Regions from separate parts of the Mus musculus genome. Here all the other regions are linked to region 2. Evidence: chromatin contacts called from public promoter capture Hi-C data. All regions are on one chromosome and are shown on one strand. Each heading gives the region's core, a stretch centred on a gene start, on an enhancer-like site or on the middle of the called end of the contact. The rest is flanking DNA. Distances are from core to core; before and after follow the strand shown.

The links. Promoter capture Hi-C pulls out the DNA fragments that hold promoters and counts their contacts. Capture Hi-C pulls out chosen DNA fragments and counts their contacts.
Region 1: a contact with region 2 is called in a promoter capture Hi-C map of liver, with 2.2 times the contacts expected there. The contact joins the promoter of Nsl1 here to the promoter of Utp25 in region 2. A contact is called at or near these places in 1 of 39 promoter capture datasets (embryonic stem cells) and 1 of 9 other capture datasets (liver).
Region 3: a promoter capture Hi-C map of pre-B cells shows a contact between it and region 2, with 10 times the contacts expected there. The contact joins the promoter of Angel2 here to the promoter of Utp25 in region 2. A contact is called at or near these places in 2 of 39 promoter capture datasets (liver and pre-B cells), 1 of 484 Hi-C or Micro-C datasets (CD4 T cells), 3 of 115 datasets of contacts at active chromatin or transcription factors (embryonic stem cells, large pre-B cells and thymic regulatory T cells) and 1 of 9 other capture datasets (adipose tissue).
Region 4: a promoter capture Hi-C map of adipose tissue shows a contact between it and region 2, with 3 times the contacts expected there. The contact joins the promoter of Rps6kc1 here to the promoter of Utp25 in region 2. A contact is called at or near these places in 1 of 39 promoter capture datasets (pre-B cells), 2 of 115 datasets of contacts at active chromatin or transcription factors (large pre-B cells and thymic regulatory T cells) and 1 of 9 other capture datasets (adipose tissue).

The regions. Positions count from the first base shown.
Region 1 is chr1:191,060,389-191,065,648 of GRCm38.p6, reverse strand. Nsl1 (NSL1, MIS12 kinetochore complex component) reads right to left here and starts at 2,628. Exons shown (of 6, transcript NM_198654.3): 1 at 2,377-2,628; 2 at 396-474. The coding sequence starts at 2,610. Tatdn3 (TatD DNase domain containing 3) reads left to right here and starts at 2,739. Exons shown (of 10, transcript NM_001357166.1): 1 at 2,739-2,848; 2 at 4,392-4,424. The coding sequence starts at 2,792.
Region 2 is chr1:193,128,077-193,132,894 of GRCm38.p6, reverse strand. It overlaps Utp25 (UTP25 small subunit processome component), which reads left to right and starts at 2,644. Exons shown (of 12, transcript NM_145415.2): 1 at 2,644-2,851; 2 at 3,365-3,404; 3 at 4,349-4,628. The coding sequence starts at 2,745.
Region 3 is chr1:190,926,792-190,931,759 of GRCm38.p6, reverse strand. Angel2 (angel homolog 2) reads right to left here and starts at 3,255. Exons shown (of 9, transcript NM_021421.4): 1 at 3,002-3,255. The coding sequence starts at 3,060.
Region 4 is chr1:190,910,423-190,915,694 of GRCm38.p6, reverse strand. Rps6kc1 (ribosomal protein S6 kinase polypeptide 1) reads left to right here and starts at 3,925. Exons shown (of 15, transcript NM_178775.4): 1 at 3,925-4,139. The coding sequence starts at 4,035.

The DNA of each region.
Region 1 (5,260 bases), core at 1,379-3,878, 2.1 Mb after region 2:
TTACAGTTTCAAAAACTTAGTCCATTATCATCGTGGTGGGGAGCCTGGTGGCATGCATGCAAAGCATTGGAGTAGCAGAGAGCTACATCCAGACCCACAAGGGGAACAGGGGGGAAAGAGCAACAGAGTTCGACAGACAGTTAGACAGAGACAGAGAGACAGACTGAGACGGCATGGGACACCTCAAGGCCCACTCCAGTGACAGACACACTTCCTCCAACAAGGCCACACCTCCTCAAATAGTGCCACTCCCTGTTGTCTGTGAAGTCACTGAGATGGGCAGGGAGGCCATTCTTACTCAAACACCACAGAGAGACTGAGAACAGGTTTGGAAATTAGCATTCAAAATAAAAGCCTCAGAGATTAACCACAGAAGAAAGACTTAAATCACATACCCATTAAGCCATGCTCTTTAGCTTCCTCCCAGGCCTGTCCGTTAAAGCTGACGTTCTCCTGCACAGCCGACTCAAATGTCTACAATAAATCCAGCACAGCCAAGTCAGTAAAAGTGACTCTGACACAGAACTCAAACGCGTTAGTAAAAAATAATGGACTCTTGGTGAACTGGAATGGAAACAGTGGGAAAATTAACTCTTAGGAGAGGGGCTAAATACCCATGGCGCATGGTAGAGACTGCACTGGCTCTATCTATAACACCGTCACTACGGCCAGATAAGTGACAAACAACAGAGAGTGGCAGCCTCTAGAGAAGTGCAGGGCTATGCAACAGTAAGTTGTCCCCAGGAAGGGTTCAGGATGGATGGGGAAGTCAAGGAGGACTTAAAATACGAGATTGTTTGAAACTGTTGTCAATGGGCACGCCTTCTGTACCACTTCTATAATTAAGAAGTAAGCATAAATAATGACTGATAATTATGAGCTAGAGTATGTATTCTATACTAGTATCTTATAAAAAGGGCTGTGATATAGCTCAGTGGACAACACTTTGCTAGCAAGAGCAAGGAAGGCTCTGCTTTCAATTCTTAGCACTAAAGGGAAAAAAAAACCTATTTTATAGGATAAGATTCTTACTATATTAAACTCTTGAGGACATTTAGAAAACAAATTGTCTTTGAAATACTCATTGCTGTTTCATCTATCATTTAAGAATGTCACTGTGTTTCTCAGTCTTTCCTAGATGTTTATCAACAAACCTTCTCTACTTCTGATTCTCTTTAAGATCTCATTCAACAAGCTATTAGAGGTGAAGTCACATTTGTCTATTCCTACATGTAAATGTTCTCATTATCTTAGCATTTTTCTATAATCAGATAAACCCTCTTAGTTACAGTCATCTCCCAAGATAACTATTAAAAACATTAAGTGCCGTTTCTCTCCTTGCCTTACTTCTAAGGAGAGAATAACACAGGAGCTACTATTCCCAAAACTGGGGTATAAAACTACAATCCAAGGAAGGTTTCTTCATTATTCTTTCCCTTAACCACTGTTGTTTTAGTTTTTGATGCTGACAACCTCTATATTTACTCTGCACTCTTGTCATTGGTCATGAATGTGCTGTTACAAGCTTGAAACTTTCCCCTACATATAGGCTGTTTATCTGCTTGAGTTAGCAGTCCTTCGATCTCTAGTGTCTTTTCCCAGAAACCATCATATTCAGGGGTACACAAAATATAGGAGAAATAAGTGTGTTCTAAGGGTTTATGGGTGCCGGGGGAGCAACAGGATGCACAGGTTCTACGTAGCCCTGGCTTGTCTGGAACTCACGGCGTGGACCAGACTAGTCTCGAACTCACAGAGATTTGCATGCCCCTGCCTTCCGAGTACTTGGCATACACTGTCATGACCAGCTCAACTAGAACTTGGTAAAATTTAACACCAAGACAGCTTCTTCATCTATTTTCAACTTAAAAAGAAAATGTTTTCTCCCCGAATCCACACGATGTTATAAAAACAAACAAAAACAATAACAATGACCAAAAACCTAGCCAGATGACTGACTTCAAGGATTATCATTTCCTGGAGAATTCCTCATACCAACCAGCAAAGTTGCGCTGGCCCACAGGAGAGCGACTTTGTCTTTACTGCGCACTTAACTACCAAAAGAAATGTTTTGTAAAACACAAGATTTGAAAGCTTGCTATGAAAGCAAAATGTGATGCCTTGTTTATACGTATAGCGCTGTACATGTTCAAGAATATGGGTACACTTAATACCGCCTGCTTCTTAAGATTACATACGTGTTCGCCCTGTATGTTCCTGACAGGAAGCAGCACCCAGGCGGCACTAGCATCTAGTTGCCTTCCCTGGCATTTCCCAAGCCAGTCTTGGGCATCGTTCCATCTGCGAAGGCCTGACATGGGCCCCGAGCCAGAGCCAGGATGCGCTGGGTGAGGACCGGGAAAGAGGGGTCCGTACCCACTGTGCGTCCCGCAGCGCGAGCTCGCGGACGTCCTCCGGCAGCACGGCCCCGAGCTCCTGCACGAAGCGACCGCACATCTCCATCACTTCCATCACCGCCCTCTTCAAGGTGCAGCGCACTCGGAAGTCCTCTAGGGGAGAGTCTGCTGCCGTGGCCTGAGGGTCTGAGGCGGCCTGGGCATCGTGGTCCTGCGGGGCGGAGACGAGCACTGTTTCAGAGACAGCCGCCATCTTCCCGGTTTAAACTAAGGCGGGAATCGCTGAGACCGGAAGGATGCTTCCCTCCCTGGAACGCTCCTGCACGCGTCCGACTGGAAACCCGATCCGCCGCCGCCGCAAGGTTCCGCCTCGGGTTCCGCGGCCCCAGAGTTCCGCCGCCTGGCTTGCAGTCGAGAAGCCTGCAGGAGTAGCTATGGGTTTGGGGTTAGTGGACTGTCACTGCCATCTCTCCGCCTCGGACTTTGACAACGTATGTGAGGGGGACTTGGGGCTTGCGGGAGTCGGGAGGGCCGTGTCTCCTTTCCCGCAAGTTTTTCTCCCCCAAATCCTCAGACCGTACCTAGTCTATGGCGACCCTTTCGAACCAGCGTCCTGGAACTGACATTCCTCATCTTACACGGCGGTTAACTATTTCTATGAAGCTTTAGTTTGTCGTCTCAACACCCCTTTCTCCTACCACTCTTGAGGTGTGCTGATCCATCCAAGCCCTTAGCAGAGGTTCTAGTTCTGGCCCGGCAGAGGGACAAACAAAAATAATAACACTTGATGGAGTGAATGTGTAGGGATGGAAATAGGTTTTACCGGCTACATTGGGGAAAGTGAAGAGGAAGGAGAAGTAGGTGCCTTTTTCTTAGGAGGTGACGCTTAGGGTGTGAGTGTATGGTAGTGATGAACACCGGCAGGTTGTAGACCTCCCATACATTATAGAATTTGATCTGTTTTAGTTAACCAGCAGCTGGAAACACTTAATAAAGGAGAAATTTCCAGGAGCTGGGAAGGGTAGGTCAAGGTCAGTAAGACATTTGGATTGCATTAGATGCACAGTCTTAACCCTTAAAAGTTTAAAAACAAACCCATTTTAAATATATATAGAGAGCGAATATTCTGAAGACAAATTTGCTGCTGAGTGGCAAAAAGGTGGAGGAGAGAAAGTGAGAGCATTTAGGAAACGTCTCAGTTTACAGACAAGAGCTGGTAGAAGCCAGTACAGTGAGAATATCATGAGAATACCATGTACTCAACAAATTTTAGGAATAACACCAACAGTACATGCATGCCTTGGATAAGAACAGCAAGGGGAGGAAGAAATCGAGCATGACTTAGATTTCAGTTTGTGCTTCCTGTAAGGAAGATGGTGATGGCCTTTGCTGAGACGAGAAAAGGTTTGGGATCAGAGTGGGCAGGTGGGCAGCTGGAAATCCTAGTGGGGGGATATTGGTTAAGTCTGATCTCATCCAAGTGGAAAGATTAGAATACATAATCATTTCAAATGTGAGTCGTGGGTCTTGGAGAGAGTAAAAACTCTGTAAGTTGGAGATTCAGCATGGTATCAAAAACCACGAGAAGGGGAGGATATAGCTTAGTGATAGAGATCTTACATAGTGTGGTCGAGGATGTTAAACAAACAAAGGAAAAAGGCAGAATCCCTTAAGGCAAGTGGAAAGAGAACAGAAGAGCTTGAAGTCACAAAAAGGACAGAGAATCAGTCAAGGAGACTGAAGAGTTACCTACCACTAGGCTGTGAAAGCAAATCATGAGGGAAATGTCCAGAAGCCTCTGAGGGACAGAGTGAGAGAGGACAGGAAAGCTCTGTGTGTTTGGCAACAGAGATCTCTGTTTTGATATAGTGTGCATCATGGACTGTGAGAGTAAGGAGGAGGGTGACTTCATTTTCTGCCACTCTGTTCCTTGCTAACAATGTTGTCCTTAATGGTGCCTCTGCTGCCTGTATATGGACCAAGAGCAGTTAATTACTCGTGTAAAACAAACGTGGTTGCTTCTGTTTGTTGTAGGATCTGGATGATGTGTTGGAGAAAGCCAGGAAGGTAAGCTAGAATCCATATCCCCCCCCCTTTTGTGCCCTTCCTGTTTCATTCAACATACTGTTTTTAGGGACCAAGTAGGCAGACTCTGCTGTTTCCGTGGTCAGCAGTATATTTAAGCTCTCACTCTGTGCCAGCCACAGAGCTAACCCCCCACTGAACTTTAGATCATTTAAAGTCTCACCTTCTGAGGAAGTTACTCTTTTATAGTCATATATTCTCCATTTGATAGATGAGGAATCTAATGTCTGCAGGTTAGTAGCAGGACAAAGGCACATGCTAATGAAATGATAGAGACATGCTGGTCTGATTTAAAAATGTGTCCCTACAGCCACCATGCTTAGCAGCACTGGAGAATGGGGCAGTCAGTCTTTTGAGTTTTAAAGTCATATTATTTTGGAGATCAAGGGTGTATTACAGTCTTTGGAAACATTTTGGTTTGTTAGAAAAAGTTATCAAGGGCTGTAGAGATGTCTCAGTGGAGAAAAGCACTTGCAAGTCTGATATTGCAAGCTCAATTCCTGGGACTGCAGTGGAAGCACAGAACTGACTCCAACTCCAGAAAGGTGTCCTCTGATTTCCACTCACTGCATGCGGTGTGTACACAGTGCACACACACACACATACTGCAGGCACACACATAGAGAATAAAATTTAAAAGTAAAAATTACAGAATCTTGGAAGTATTTCTGGAATTACGTGTACACTGCCATTGTGGCAGCTTAACTGGCTTGTGGGCTTTGGGATCACATGAGCCTAAGGATGGTGGTTCCTCCCAAAATGCAGTTTCTGTCCAATGAATTAAAGAAATGCTTACCTTTGGTCTTTATAGGTTAATG
Region 2 (4,818 bases), core at 1,395-3,894:
GGTCAACATTGGGTGTCTTTCTCAATCATTTTCATCTTACTTTGTGAGTTTGGTTTGGTTTGGTTTGGTTTTTCAAGACAGGGTTTCTCTGTGTAGCCTTGACTGTCCAGAACTCCCTCTGTAGATCATACAGTCTTTTACAAAAGTATACTAAAATATTTACAGATTAAATAATTATTACAATTTGCTTCAAAATTTGTAGGGTGTAGAGCAATAAATGTAAAATGGGTAGCCTTCAGGGAGTAATTGCTGGGGCTGATGGGTAATATCAAGGCTGATGGGTAATTGTGTGAAGCTCATGGGTGTTCCCTGAGGCTCATGGGTAATCCCTGAGGCTCATGGGTAATCCCTGAGGCTGAGTAGCAGGCCTGTGAAGTCTATCATATCTTTTTGTCAAGTTTTTTATTTATTGTATTTGAAAATTTCTGTGGAACTTTTTTCTTTTAAATTATTAAGCCTTCCTGAGTATTCTGAATGCTCTTTTCTTAAAGAATATTCTTGCCCTTTACCCACCTCACTTCAAACAGCCCAGGAACAGTAACTTAAAACCCACTAGCATTTCTTTGTACAGTAACATAGAACTCACTTCCTGAACTACTGTTAACTCTGAAAAGACTTTGAGTTTGAATACATAAAAGGATATCCTAGGGGAGAGAAATGAGTTCTAAGAGTAGAAAGAGAGAAAAAAGGAGGGGAAAAACCTGTCTTTATTAAAACTTCCCAGGTATGTGTGTGGGGGGGGGAGGTCATGTGTATACATGTATGTGCACATGTGTGCTCATAGAGAGCTTCCACAGAGGTATAGAGACAATGGCTAAATTCTTAACCGTCAGGTTATAGTCACATAGGCCCTCCGTCAACCTTATTGAAGGTGACTATCAATACTTTGAAAGAAAGGGACTTCTTTTCCAATAGTCAGCAAGCCAATGCTGAGACTACTTGGATGGAGATAGGGTGAATTTTTGCCTAAAACTGGGAATAGTCTAGATTTGCATGCTGGAAACCACGTGAGAGCAAGAGTCACCTCAAGTGCTGGAACCTTCAGCTTCTGATGAGATCTCTGGAAGAACACGAAACTGCATGTCTGGGGGTGTGGGGTAGGGCCCTTGGGGTGCAGTAAAAGGAGAAAAAAGTATGGCTTTTATTGGTTAGAGCCAGGTTACACGGTCACCAGAGCCATAAAACCTGTGAGGACACTTTGCAAACAGCCTTTTGTTTATCTAAGTGACTATACCTTTCAACTAGACAGAAGACAGATGTCTATTAATGAGTTCCTAGGCCAGGCCAGGTGCTGGCTACCACCCTTTCTGTTTGCATGGCTTTTGATACTTTTTTGCTGGGGGGGGGGGGTTGTCCCCCACCACCACTGGCTTTCCCACTCCCACCCTAATTATTAGTAGTAGATGACCCTGGAACAGAGGGCGGACAGGTGGACCTGAGTAAACCCCTACTCTTCCACAGAAAGATGTTTCGATGTCTCCAGTTGTGCTTTGAGTCTAAGCTGGAGCTAGTACTTTGTTTACATTGAACCTCGGTTAGTTTTGAAGGGAAGTATGTCTTTGTGTGGTGTCAAACAGCCTCACCTATTGCTGTGTGTCCTTGAAATACAGGCCTCAGCTATTTTTGTTCGTTCCTTTGTTTATTTAGAGAAGTTGGGTCTTGTTTTATTTTCCCTGGGTAACATCAAATTCACAGAGATCTGCCAGCCTCTGCTTCCCAAGAGCTGGGATTTAAGGCGTGTGCCACCATGCCCGGCTCAATTTTATTTTTTAAGTAAAGGTCTCTAACACTTCATTCTCTTGCCTCGGCCTCCCGGGGACTGAGATCACAGGTGTGAGTCACCACTAGTTTATTTGCTGTGTGGGTTTGTTTTGCTCAGTGTTAAAGATCAAACCCCAGGATTTGAAAAGTACCTTGGCTAAGCACCCTACATATGAGCGAGCAACGCCCCTGGCCCGTTTAGGCTATTACTCACACTCAGGCTAATACACATCAACTTTAAATGTACAGTTTCACTCGTTTGGGTGATAACACATACAAGATCCTACTTTATCTTGTGTGTTTCTGCTTTTGTTAAAGAAGCAATGTCAGGAGAGGATCACCTCACATACTCCCAGAGACTAATGAATGATCTTTCTTGCTAAGCATCGGTGTCTGCATCTTTCTCAACAGACTGACTCGCTAGATCCGTCTGGACAGTGTGCCGTTAAGTGGGGTGTGCGGGCACCCTTAAGCGATGGTCCTTATTCTTCTGAGTAGCATTCAACCATTTCTGCTAGCATACATTGACATATCAAAGCGAACCACGCGGTTGTGGATTTCGCTTAGTGCTTGAAAACCAGTGCAAGGTCCTGGGTTCAGTTCTTAGCTCCTGGGAGAGGGACAAAGGACCACCAACCTCGTCCTCCTCAATTTTGGAGAAAAAAAAAAAAAAAAAAAAGGTAAAAGATAAGCACAAAGCAAGCCACTCCATCCCGGAAAGACAGCCAGTCCCTGCAGCCCTAGGAGCTGGTGTTCCGATCACGCATGCGTAGACACGCCTATGTGCTAGAGGCGCTCCGGCAGGGGGCAGTATAGCGACCAGAGGGTGTAACGCCTGTCGTACTCTCTGGGCGTAAAGCAGCTTTGCTTTACGGCTCCCGCCTCCGCCGTAAAGCCAGCGTGCCCACGTGCGACAGCGACAACTTGCCACTGGGAACCTTGTGTTTTGTTTGTTTGTTTGTGGCGAGCTTGACGTTTCCGCTATGGGCAAACGCCGGAACCGGGGCCGCAGCCAGATGCTCAGCACCATGACCAAGAAGCAGAAGAAGCACCTCCGCGACTTCGGCGAGGAGCACCCCTTCTACGACAGGTCGGGGTGCGCGGGCCGCCGGGAGGGCTGGTTCCGGCCGAGTTGAGCCGGGTCCGGTCGGTGCAGGACGGGAACCCCGCTGCGGAGGTGCGCTCTGCACCGGGACCTGCTGAGACCGCGGGCCGTGCTGCCTGTCATCCGAGCACGCGCGGGCTCAGGCGCGAAATCGCAGCTTAGCCCAGCCAGGGCCGCGTAAGGGTCTCCAAAAACAGGACGGGAGGTCGGGAGATAAAGTTGGCCCTGAGAGGTGAACCCCGGTGTGCCGTTAAAAGCCAGTTTCTGACTTATCCTTTCTTAAGAGATGTCATTGAGCTCTCTTGTCTGTTACCCTTTTGTCTGCTGATCATCTCTGCCCTTGTGCATGCAGAATTTCATTTTTTACACTGACTGGATATTATCCTGTATTGGACATTTTTTTTTTTTTTGGTATTCATTTAAAGCAGAATCATTATGCCTTTTCGTGATTGTTACGAACTAGCAGCTAAAGTTTAATGTTATCTATTTCTATTTTAGGGTTTCCAAGAAGGAAGCCAAGCCGCAGATTTGTCAGCTGGTAATGCTTTTTTTCTTTATAGTAGTTGGAATTGGGTTGTTACCTTTAAGATTGGGTGTAAACGTAAAGTTTGGTTTGCATCCCCGTGTTTCTCTGTTTTGGGTGTGAGCTGTGATTTTAGTAATGCTACCCAATTGGTTGTAAGTGATGGAGACAGCTGTAGAAATTACCATGTGATGAGAGAGGCTATGGTTGGAAACTACCCCATGACACTGTCTTAAGTTCTGTGGAAGGGGTTCATCAGAGTGCTGGCTCCTTGTGCATGAAAGGCTTCACACAGTATAAAATGGACAAGGGGCCCGGAGACTCAGACAGTGACACTTGCTTGTAATTCTCCTCTTACATCATGCAACATGAAACCTGATGTCTGAGATGTAAGTTAAAACTCATAACCTGAAATTTTGTTTGAAAAGTCAGTTTTCTTTCCACGTGCAGCTGATGTCAATTAGAACCATAGCTTGGTTAACTGTTTTATTTAAGTTTCATGCCCGGCTTGGTTCAAGAGATGAGACTGTAATATTTGCTGAAAAGCTCATAGGGATTTTTGTTTTGTCTGTGAGTTAATGTATATTCATTATACAAAGTAGCGGGTTTCCTAAGGACTTTTCCAGTCAAAATTATCTGATCGTATTCATTTCCTTCCTTTGACTGTTTGTCTTCCATCTCTGCTCATCCCTTTCCTCTTCCCAAATTCTTGTCCTTTTGATTTCATGACTTCTAATTTCTTTTAAATCTAGTTTCCTTGTGCAAGAGAAAATATTACTTGTCTTTAGTCTGACTTATTTTTACTTCCTTATCACCCATTCTATCCATCCCCTTGCATGTGATATAATTTCCTTCTTTGTGGTTGAGGAAATTCCACTAATATGTATTTCTCACATTTTCTTTCTTATTTTTATTTTGACAACAATATATATATATATTAATTTCTCATTTTTCTTTAGCCAGAGAGTTCAGATTCTTCACATTCTGAAAGTGAATCAGAGAGTGAACAAGAGCACGTTTCAGGGTACCACAGACTGCTTGCTACATTAAAGAATGTTTCTGAGGAAGAGGAAGAGGAGGAGGAGGAGGAGGAGGAGGAGGAGGAGGAGGAAGAGGAAGAGGAAGATGACAGTGCTGTAGGTGATGCAGAAATGAATGAGGAAGCTGGCAGTGAGGATGGCAGTGTGGGAGAAGCTGCTGTCTCGGAGGCTGCTGAGGAGGCTGCTGAGACACAGGAACGTAAGTGCCTGGGGCCGGCCTGTCCTCTTCATTCTGTGTTGTGTGGGCTGAGTGAGAGCATGTGGTTCCAAGGCAGAGATTCAGCCTTGTTGGGTTGGGTTAGCTTTTGAGACTCTGATGGGAACACAGGACCCTCTCATCAGGAAAATGCTGTTGGCTTACTCTTTGGGGGACTTGTAACCTCCCGTAA
Region 3 (4,968 bases), core at 2,006-4,505, 2.2 Mb after region 2:
AGGACAGAAGATAAATATTGACTGGGTTTATATGAAACTTCACTAGTAATTTAGTTATGGTTTTAACCCTTCAGTGAACCTCTGGAGCTGAGACAGGTGATGGATATTTAGCCAGATAGTTACTCCTAATGGATATGCATGTAAACATTCTGTTGAAAACTTCTATTTCAATTTATGATTTGATTGCTTTGTGTGAACTTGGATGAACTTTGTAACATGTGGTCATGTATTCTGAGAGATGTTTAAGTGCTGAGGACAAAGAGAAGAGTGAGAACTGAACTGAGAAGAACTGAGCTGAGGAGTTTTAAGACAACACCTTTCAGACAGAACTGAACTCAAGAAGAACTTAGAAGTATGGGCACAGCACTGGGAGAAAAGGCATTGAGAGTAAGAGCATTGTTGTGGCTTCGGAGCAGGAGGAGAGAACAAGCTTGGAAGGAGAATGCAGAGTGGAATAACTTAGAAACTATAGGTAACATAAAACACTAAGAGAGCAATGAGTAGAATGCAGAGGGAAAGAGTAAAAAGAAGACGCTGCAGAAATCAGAAGGAGCAGGCAGGCTTCTCCTTACTGTGGAACAGAACAGGTTCCCATGGTAAGGACAAGGCAGGCTTAGTCTTATTAAAAGGAACAAAGCTTTTTCCTTACAAATATGTAATTCATTTAACATTAAAAGGGTAGACGCCTTTTCTTTCTCTATGCGATAAAGATTGGTACTCACTTTTCATTTAGAATGAGTGAGTTCTTTCTGCACCAGTGCTTGGTCTTTTGCTTCAAAATCATATTTAAGTATGGATGTGTAAGTATGTAATTGTGAGAATGCATGTAAGCTGAGCCCAACTGGGTTTGAATGGAAATTGTATAAATGAGCATACATGAATCTGTGTATGAACTTATGTGAAATTATATATGTCTGTTTATATAAAAGTTGTTCTTTCTGTGAGTGTTATTTCTCTTCTGGTTCAACAGAAGTTCATTGCTCCAAACTTTCCCCGTAGCCCCACAACAAGAGGCATCTGGATCATAGGGAAAAGGCCCTAGCAATTAATTGTTTACTTTATCTCCTGCTGTTTTAGGATGAGGTGCTAAGTGCCAGAGACTGCAGTTTCTGACCTCAGAGGATCACAGAAGGCAGGTCGGTTACAGTGGACTTAGATAAGTAAACTTTTTATTATACAGCAACCTTAAATATACCAAGTCTTACCCTCTGCCGACGCTCTTCCCCCTCCACTGCCTCAAGAAGAACCAAGAAGAACCGCACGCAGGGGCTGGTCTTCGGCAGAATTGTCTAGACTAGCAGGTCAGCTCTGGGATGCCCTGTCCCTGCCTCCCCGGCATGAGGACACCTTCCTTACCTTTCCATGGGTGCTGGGGATTCCAACCCAGGTCCTTGGCTTTGTACAGCAAGCCCTTAGCTACCTGAGCCATGGCTCCAGGTCCCCACACTTGTATTTAACAGACATGCTACTCTCAAGTTCTCACAAAGCACTGCCTCCTACTGCATTATCTGGCAAAGTGTTAGGGTTCTGAGGACTATACTTCTGGGGTTTGTGTCTCAACATCTACTATCACTAAGGTTTGCTTAAGTTGTATTAAGATTTTGTTATGCTGAATTTCTTTATTATGCTATTTTTCATTAGAAAAGATAACCTATATTGTGTACTTTAAACTTAAGTACTCTCAAACTATTCTCTAAATCAACCCTACTGTAAATCTTTAAGGTCACAACATGGGCACTATATCTTGCAATTGACCCCGAAAGTCATTCAAAGGGATTTCAGCACTTGGATCTTGTCTTGTTTTGTTTTTAAATTTAAAAATTTTGAGGTGGCCCATGAGTTTGATCCCAGCACTCAGGAGGCAGAGGTAGGCAGATCTGAGTTGAAGGCCAGCCTGGTCTACACAATGAATCCCAGGACAGCCAGAGATACAAAGAAAAACCCTCCTTCTCTAAAAAACAAACAAACAAAAAACCAAGACAAAAACCAAGTCCAAGACCATCAGCACAGGCTGGTGGTGTCTCTAATTCTCCTGCCTCCACCTCCCCAGTGCTATAACGGTTTACTTTCTGTCTTGAAATGTTTCTATACTGCAACCTGCACAGTGACGCTTATTCTTTGGATTGGCAGTTATTTATACCACATCTTTTTCTTGTAAGATAGTGAGCTTTTGAGGGTTCGAACCTCAGTATTCTCTGAAAGCCCAGTCTCCACCCAAGGGCCAAGCACACAGCTGGTACTCAGAAAATGCCATAGCACAGGAACCAGGAATGGAGTGGGCAGATCCCAACGGCTTATGTAACGACAGTGTGCTATTTCCCACGCGTGGTACGATATAGTTTCAAAGGTTATACAAACCACTGGAATCTTAATAACTAAGTCCTCAAAGTTTATAGGAGAAAAACATAATCCGTACATCCAATTTAAGATTCGGTGGATACTACTTGGGGTGACATTATTAGAGGCTGCATGTACTGTGGCGCTTTAAAATTTCAAGTGAGTTATTTTTTTACTTTTGGAGGCGGAGTGTCACGCTCGCTGCCTAATCCAGGCCAGCCTCAAATTCATGGTTATCCTCCCGCCTCGGCCTCCGGGGTGTGGAAAGTGCAGGCGTGAGCCATCACGCCAGGCTCTCAAAGAGTGGATTGAAAGAAAAATACCCAGGACGGAGCAAGAACTTGAGTGGCGGTGAAAGTTGGCCTCCGCGTGACCGACGCTGCCCAGCCACCCCGGGGCGCGCAGCCTCCCTCCGGGCGGGGCCCTGCGCGCGGGCGGCGGCGGCGAGCGTGGAGGCCGCGCGAGGCCCGCAGGATCCCGGAGGCCGCGGCCACCGCTGCTGCCCGCCCGCGCGTTACCTCTCCCCGGGCGCCGCCTGGCGCGTCCCCGCCGCGGACCCTCTTCCTCCGCCTTCCTCCCGCGCCCCGCCGCCCCGCCCCTCCCCTCCCCGCCCGCCCCTCCAGGTCCCTCCCTCTGTCCATCCCGCCGGCCGCTCGCCACTGACCGGCCTCGCCCCGCCACACAGCGGCCGTAGCCCCTCCTCACACAGCGCCACGTCTCCATCTTGGCTCTCTGTGAGCGCCCAACGCCCGGGCCCGCGGCTGCACCTCAGCTTCGGCCGCTCGCCGGGTCCTACCGGATCCCCATCACTCGGCTCCCGGCCGGCCGCTAGGCATGCTGGGAGGAGCGTCTCGCCGCAGGCCCGGTCACCATCTTGCCTTCTGGGGCAGTTCCTTTAAGCAGTGCGACTCCGGGCATGCGCAGAGCGTGCGCGGACAGCCATTTCCTGGTAGGGCGGAAGGCTAGCGCTTGACGGCTTTCTTAAGACATAGGAAGGAGCAGGAGCTGCGTGAGACCTAAAGTGTATTTACGTGGTTGCGTAGATCCAAAAGGTAGATTTCCACGTTGAGGAAATACTATTCTGTGGGTTCCCGTAGAACTTTATAATTGATTTTGTGCAAATCTCAGAGAACCCACTTGTACATTAATTAGTGCGTTGATGATCCGAGTCTGTCAGATCGAGCGTAGCTTTCTTGGAAAACATAAATGGAGAAGGGACAGCGAGAATAGCGAGGCAGAGGGCACTGGAAACCAGGGTCGCTGCTTGCTTAGTTTCTTTGGTAGAGCTGTGTAGCTGTGGGTAGTAATTTCTTGGGAAGTTTTGTTCTTTTCCTTGTGTTAATTTTGAGAGATACTTTATCCTTCGTGTATATCCTTCTCTTTATCTGCAGTTGTTATATTGTGTAAACATGTCAGGAATGCTGAATTAGCAAACTCTGAGGAAAGCTAGTCTCTGATTGCACACGCACACTCGTGAGTGTCCTTAGACAAAAGTCTTGTGCAGTCCAGGCATTCGTCAAACTTATCTCACATGCCTGTCTGAGCACTGTGGTCACCAGCAACGTACTGCCATACTTGGCTTCGGACCACATTTTCATCAACCAATATGAAGTCTTGTTTTATGCATGTTCCTTATTTAATTTATATTGTCACTTCATTAACGTTAAACTCTGTCCAACAGTCTTCTGATACATACCTAATTGAAGATAATTTAGTACACATATTTTCTCTATATTACATCATTAACTTTTGTCACCTCAGAATCTTGCAGCAGTATACTTGGGGGGCACTTTTAATAGAAAAATCAGTAAAACTGTGGGAAAGGGACACTAAGTAGTCGGTAGAAAGGTTAGTTTTTTACGGTCTGAAAACTCAAGAGGGCAGAGTGCCTTGTTTAACCTCAGGGACAAGCACACTAGGCAACTAAAATTTGCCTTTCTCCTTGTTGGAGAAAAACCAAAACACTGTGAGGATTGATTTGGACATTTTAGGTAGGTTTTAGGGAGTAGGCAGTTTACAAACGCAGTGTCCACAAATGGGGGCTGACTGCTTGAGGTTTATACTGTCCTATTTTCTAAGGGTGATCACAATGTTGTTGTTAGTTACATGTGGCCAGTAGTGTCCTATATGCCTTGTTCCATAATCACATTGTAAGTGACTTGTGAACAGTGTCCATGACTCCTGTTCAAATCTATTCAACCTAGTACTCTACTGACTACACAACATACGGCAAACAAAGATCATTGATAGGGTTATTAACTGGAGCAGACTTAAGGAAGACCTGTCAATCACCAGACTTTCTCCTCCAAGCACACCTTAGCTCCTCTGCTTGTTGTGCAAAGAAAAATGTAGTGTTTTGAAATAAGCAAATGGCATTAAGGTCCTTCCTTCCTTCCTTCCTTCCTTCCTTCTTTCCTTCCTTCCTTCCTCCCTCCCTCCCTCCCTCCCTCCCTTTCCTTTGTTTGAGACAGGGTTTCTCTGTGTAGCCCTGGCTGTCCTGGAACTCACTCTGTAGACCAGGCTGACCTGGAACTCAGAGATCCACCTGCCTCTACCTCCAGAGTGTTGGGATTAAAGGCGTGCACCACCAACTGTCAAGATGCATTCTTTCAATGAGTTTGAAGGTTTCTT
Region 4 (5,272 bases), core at 2,676-5,175, 2.2 Mb after region 2:
TAAATGCAGCTTCACCACTCTGTAGATCAGTAAGGCTTCCTTCACACACACACACACACACACACACACACACACACACACACACACACACACACAGAGTCCTCGAGGCTGTCAGATGCAGTTATGTTTCCTTAAGTCCTTGTGATGAATATTTTCTAATCTTTCTAATGTTGAGCATGGCTGAAGCTTTCACATCATACTAATTTCTTTTGAACAATTGATCAACCACTCTCTTCTTGGCACCTTTCTTGCTGACAAATATGGTGACATTGGAAGAGCCAAAAGAGCAATAATAGATTAAAAAAAAACCCACCAAAACCCACCAAACTTCATACCTAAACCAGGTGTGGTGGGGCAGGCCTTTAACCTCAGCAGGGCAGGTGGATCTCTGTGAGACATCTTCACGATGTCTTCCTTAGGTAAGTAAAAACACTAACACCTAAGTTTGAGTTGAAAGACTTCTAGTGCCAATTCTGAAAAGACTGCAAGTGAGGAGACAGGTGGGCAGCAGAGAGGCCCTTAAGTAGCCTGGGCTTGCCTGAAATTCACTGTGTAGATCAGGTTGGCCTTGCACCTGCCTCTGCCTCCTGCTTGGTGGAGTAAATGTGTGTACCACCATTTAGTTTTTCATGACAGGGTTTCTCTGTGTAATCCTGGCTGTCCTGGAACTTGCTTTGTAGACCAGGCTGGACTTACATTCACAGAGATCCACCTGCCTCTGCCTCCCAAGTGCTAGAAATAAAGGTATACACCACTCATAGCCCTAAACTTCAGAATTTTAATATTGACAAATAGAAAGTCCTGAGATTAAAAAAAATTAATTATTGGTTGGGTGAAATGGCTCAGTAGGTAAAGATGCTTGCTGCCAAATCTGAATGCCTGTGTTCAATTCTTGGAATCTACTTTGTGGAAGGAGAAAACCAACACACACACACACACACACACACACACAAAATTACTGACATAGATTTTAAAGTCTTAGATATTATTGTAGATTTGACTATTCTTTTAGTTTCGATGTTTTTACTTCATACACTTTAATGGCTTGTTATTAGGTGAGGATATACTTAGAATTAGTCTCTGTTAATGAATTGTATTCTTTTATCAGTAAACCTGGCCCTTCCTTATTCCTGATGCTCTTCTTGGTCTGTCAGGGCAGGGTGTATGCTTAGCAAGCATACGTGCCTGACTTTGAGCCCTAGCACTGCTTAAAATAACAAAACCATCTAAACGGTGAAACACAAGAAATGGCAGCATTCTTCTAACGTCTCCTCAGTGCTGTGTTCAATGTATAGTTTTCCCTTAAAAAAAAAAAGGTTTATACGTGTGTAGGTGTTTTGCCTGCATAGATGTCTCAGTGCCCAAGGAGGTCAGAAGATGATCTCAGATTCCCCCAGCTGGAGTTGCATACAGATGGTTGTGAGTCATCATGTGGGTACTGGTAACCAAACCCAGGACCTCCATAAGAGCACTGAGTGCTCTTAACTGCTGAGCCATCTCTCCAGTCTGCCATATCTTTTTCCTTTCTTCTACTTGACTAGCAGCGTTTGGTTAATCAAACAAACGTGGAGATAGTGGTGAAGAAAGTTTCTAAGGATGAGTCCCAAAAGCTGGATAATATAATGGCACAGACAGTAAAGGCAGCCGGGAAAACGGGAGCAGTGTGTGAAGGAAAAGTTCCGACGCTGATCTGTTGTGGTTTCAGTGTCAATTGGATGCCTGTGTTCTTGCAGAGAGATTTGAATGGAGATGTGATTGGTGAGTTCACCAGAACTGACAAAAGACCAGAGGCAAAATCCCAAGAAACAAAACATTACAGGTTCTTAGAAGGAAATGCCACCAAAAAGAGACTAAAAAGGAGTCATCTCAATATAAAAAAAAAGGAAAAAGAAAAGAAAAAAAGAGAAAAGAAAGAAAACCTCTAGGCCAGAAATGTCTAAAGCTGATGGGATGATGGGGTCATTAGAAAGTTTATTCGGAGCCTTTTCAAAGGATCAGCACACTACTGACGCTAGACTGACTGCCCAGGAGAAAGACTGAATGGATGAGGTCATACCCACTCAGTGGACAGTGAGGAAGGGTGAAATGCAACAGAATACCATTGGTCCTTCTTCCTGGCTATCTGCCATCTGTCTTTCCTGTATCAGGCAGTTTCCTTTGATCAGAGGCCATTCTGGATTATCGGTTTTCTATAGCATGCCATGGTATGTACTGGTCATATTTATATACTTCGTTGCATACTAGTGATGGTATGTAAAGAAAGAGAGGAACAGTCTTTATAACTCCAATGCCTCATTAGTATAAAGTCTGACACATAGCAGGTAGTGAATTCAGGGTTAATGAATAAGTGATAGCTAGTTTTTTGACTGTATAGGCTTGAGCTAGAGAGATAACAGCAGTTAAGAACACCTGGTGCTCTTGCAGGGGACCTACCTGGATTTGGATCCCAGGACCCACATGAACCATCCTGGGGATCTGTGGTGATTTTTTTTTTTTGTGGGTACCAGGTATACATGTGGTCAACATACATGCAGGCAGGCAAAAGACCCATACACATAAGAGAAATAATAAGAAAAGCCTAAAGGCTCAGAAGAGGTTAATAGTCGAAGATCAAACATACAGGGTGGAGACATTATTAGAACAACGTTTTTCTTTCTGCCAAAGAGAGTGGAAATCAGCACATGAGTGGAGCAAGTAGTTTTCAAATGAGCAAGGGTGTCAGGCTGGGATGGAGATGTGAGCAGACAAAGGGTGCTAAAGTCACTCTTTTCCTTTGTAAAAGGATTTTTATTTTTATGTCTATGGGTGTTTTTCTGCTCTTAGGTATGTGTACTACTTGTGTGCTGGAGGAGGCCAGAAGAGGGCATCAGATCCCTCAGAACTGGAGTTACAGGCAGCTAAGAGCTGCCACTGGCATGCTGGGATTTGAACCTCACCCATTCCTCCGGAAGAGCAATCAGAGATCCTAACTAACTACTCAACCACATCTCTAATTCTTCTTACCATCTCTGTTTCTCCCTCTTTGTTTCTTCCCTTCCTTCCTTCCTTAATTGTGTGTTCTAGGGGTTAGAAGGCAGGGAGGAGAGGAAGCAAGAGACACAGAATTAACAACGACAGAACCTTGCAATGAATCTTTTGGGAATGAGAGCTCTGATCAAGAGAAAGTTAAAAAAAAATTGCCAGGTAGGGGATGCCAATCAATAGAAACTGGAGACTCTTTGTAGTGACTTTGAGAGTCTCCTTCTACAACCCCCACAACAGATGCACATTTAAGAGTCTAGGGACTGTTGAAAAAACAACAAACTTCTTTGTTGTTGTTGTTGTTGAGAGTCTTGTTATGTATAGCAGACTGCCCTGGATCCTGTGACTGAGCAAATTTTGTGTTTTGAGACAGGTTCTCCCCATGTAGCCCAGCTTAACTCTGAACTCACTACTTGACCCATGTTGGTCTCAAGCAATCTCCCTGAGAGAGTGGGAGGGATGCACTTCTATTCTACGTAGGGTGAGGGCTTGTCGTGCAGCTGTAGGTATGTCAAAGAGGGTTCATCTACGGGAAAATGGGGACGTGTCTGTCAGAGCGCTGCGATGTTGCTGTGGGCACCGCACAGAGTAAGTAGGGAAGGAAAGGAGATGCTTGGCTCGGGTACCGCTGCGTCCATCACCCAGGACTCTACAGGAGCACAGGGCGGGAGGCCCAACCCTCTCCCCAGCTCGCAAATTCTAGTAGACATCGAAGCTAGTGCACCAGGAGACTTAGTAGGGACGCCTCCGGTATCCATGGCGACTGAGCTAGGCGCTAGTAACCACAGCGGACGATACAGCTCGGAGAGGATCCAGAGCCGCACCTTCTTATCCCGAACGTCGACCGGGATGACCCGGAAGTCTGTGTGGTGATCCGGAAGCAGATCCAAGCGACAGCCCCCCAGGAGCCACCGCCCCCTCTTCGCGGTGCTCGTGCTTAGTGCTGCGTGGAGTCCGGCACAGCTGGGGCTGCCCGATGGTCCCCAGCTGGCGGAAGCACGGGCGGAGGGAGGATGACCTCTCCTTGGGGTCACAGTGCGGACCTGGCCCGCTTCTACACTGTCACCGAGCCCCAGCGACACCCCAGGGGCTACACTGTCTATAAGGTTACCGCACGGGTGAGTTTCTGGATAGGGACACTGGGCGGGGCACGGGCTCCGGGCTGCGGCTGGGTGCGGCGAGTGGTAGGTAGGTTGGTAGGGAGGGATGGAGACTCGGACAGGAGACCCTAGACAGTACACAGGAACTCCAGGCAGAGATGGGACTCTAGGTTCGAGATGTTGAGGACCCCAGGCAGGAGATGGGATCTCAGAATGGAGATGCTGGGGACCCTTGCCAGGAGACAGGACTCCAGGATGGAGATATTGGAGACCTCAGTCAGGAGAGAGGGACCCCAGGATGGAGATGATGGGAACTCTAAGCATGAGAATGGACTCCTGGTAGACTGGAGTGCAGGCTCCATAAGGGATGCTGGGCTCCACCAGCCATTCTGGGGTGGAACACTGGTGGATGTCTTTAAATGGATGACCTAGTCCTCTGTCCTATGTGGACTTTCTCTTGAAATGAAATTTGCAGAATTGGGCTGGTGCATTCCAGAGGGAAAACACACACTTAAAAATGTTAGTGGGTGTGTTGTGGGGCTTATGTAACGGAAGGGACGTTTCCTCTTCTCATTCAGTGGCTGGCTTGCCGTGAGGCAGGTAGAATCTTGGGAAGATTTCGCTGTTAAGACGCTCGTCTTGGATCTTTAGCCTTTGCTTCTGAGTTTTGATGAGTCTTTTCAGGAGACACATGTGTACTTAAGTGAGACTTGAGGGTGGTTGGTGTGGCACAATGGCTCAGCAGGTAAAGATGCTTGCTGTCAAGCCCGAAGAACTGTTTTCATTCCCTGGGACCTACATGGTGGAAGGAGAGAACTGACTCCTGCAAATTGTCCTCTGACCACTGAAGGTGTCGTCCCCCCAAATAAATAAATGGTAATTTTTTTTTACATAAATTCACTGTTCCAAATTTAGTACTGTTTTTCTTAAATTTTGTTGCCTCAGCTTAAGTTTTGAGAACTCGTTTTCCTGGGAAATGAGAACAATAACATGAAATAAGTGCTTATGTGCACTGCTGTGTGTATGCTGGGCATTTTGTACAACTTCATGATGAGGAAGCAGATTCAAGGAAGTTTAAAAGTTTGCTAAAGTTTCTGTTGCAGAGCAGTAGCAGCTTTGAGCTTCGGGACCAGTTCTGCTTAACCCACGAT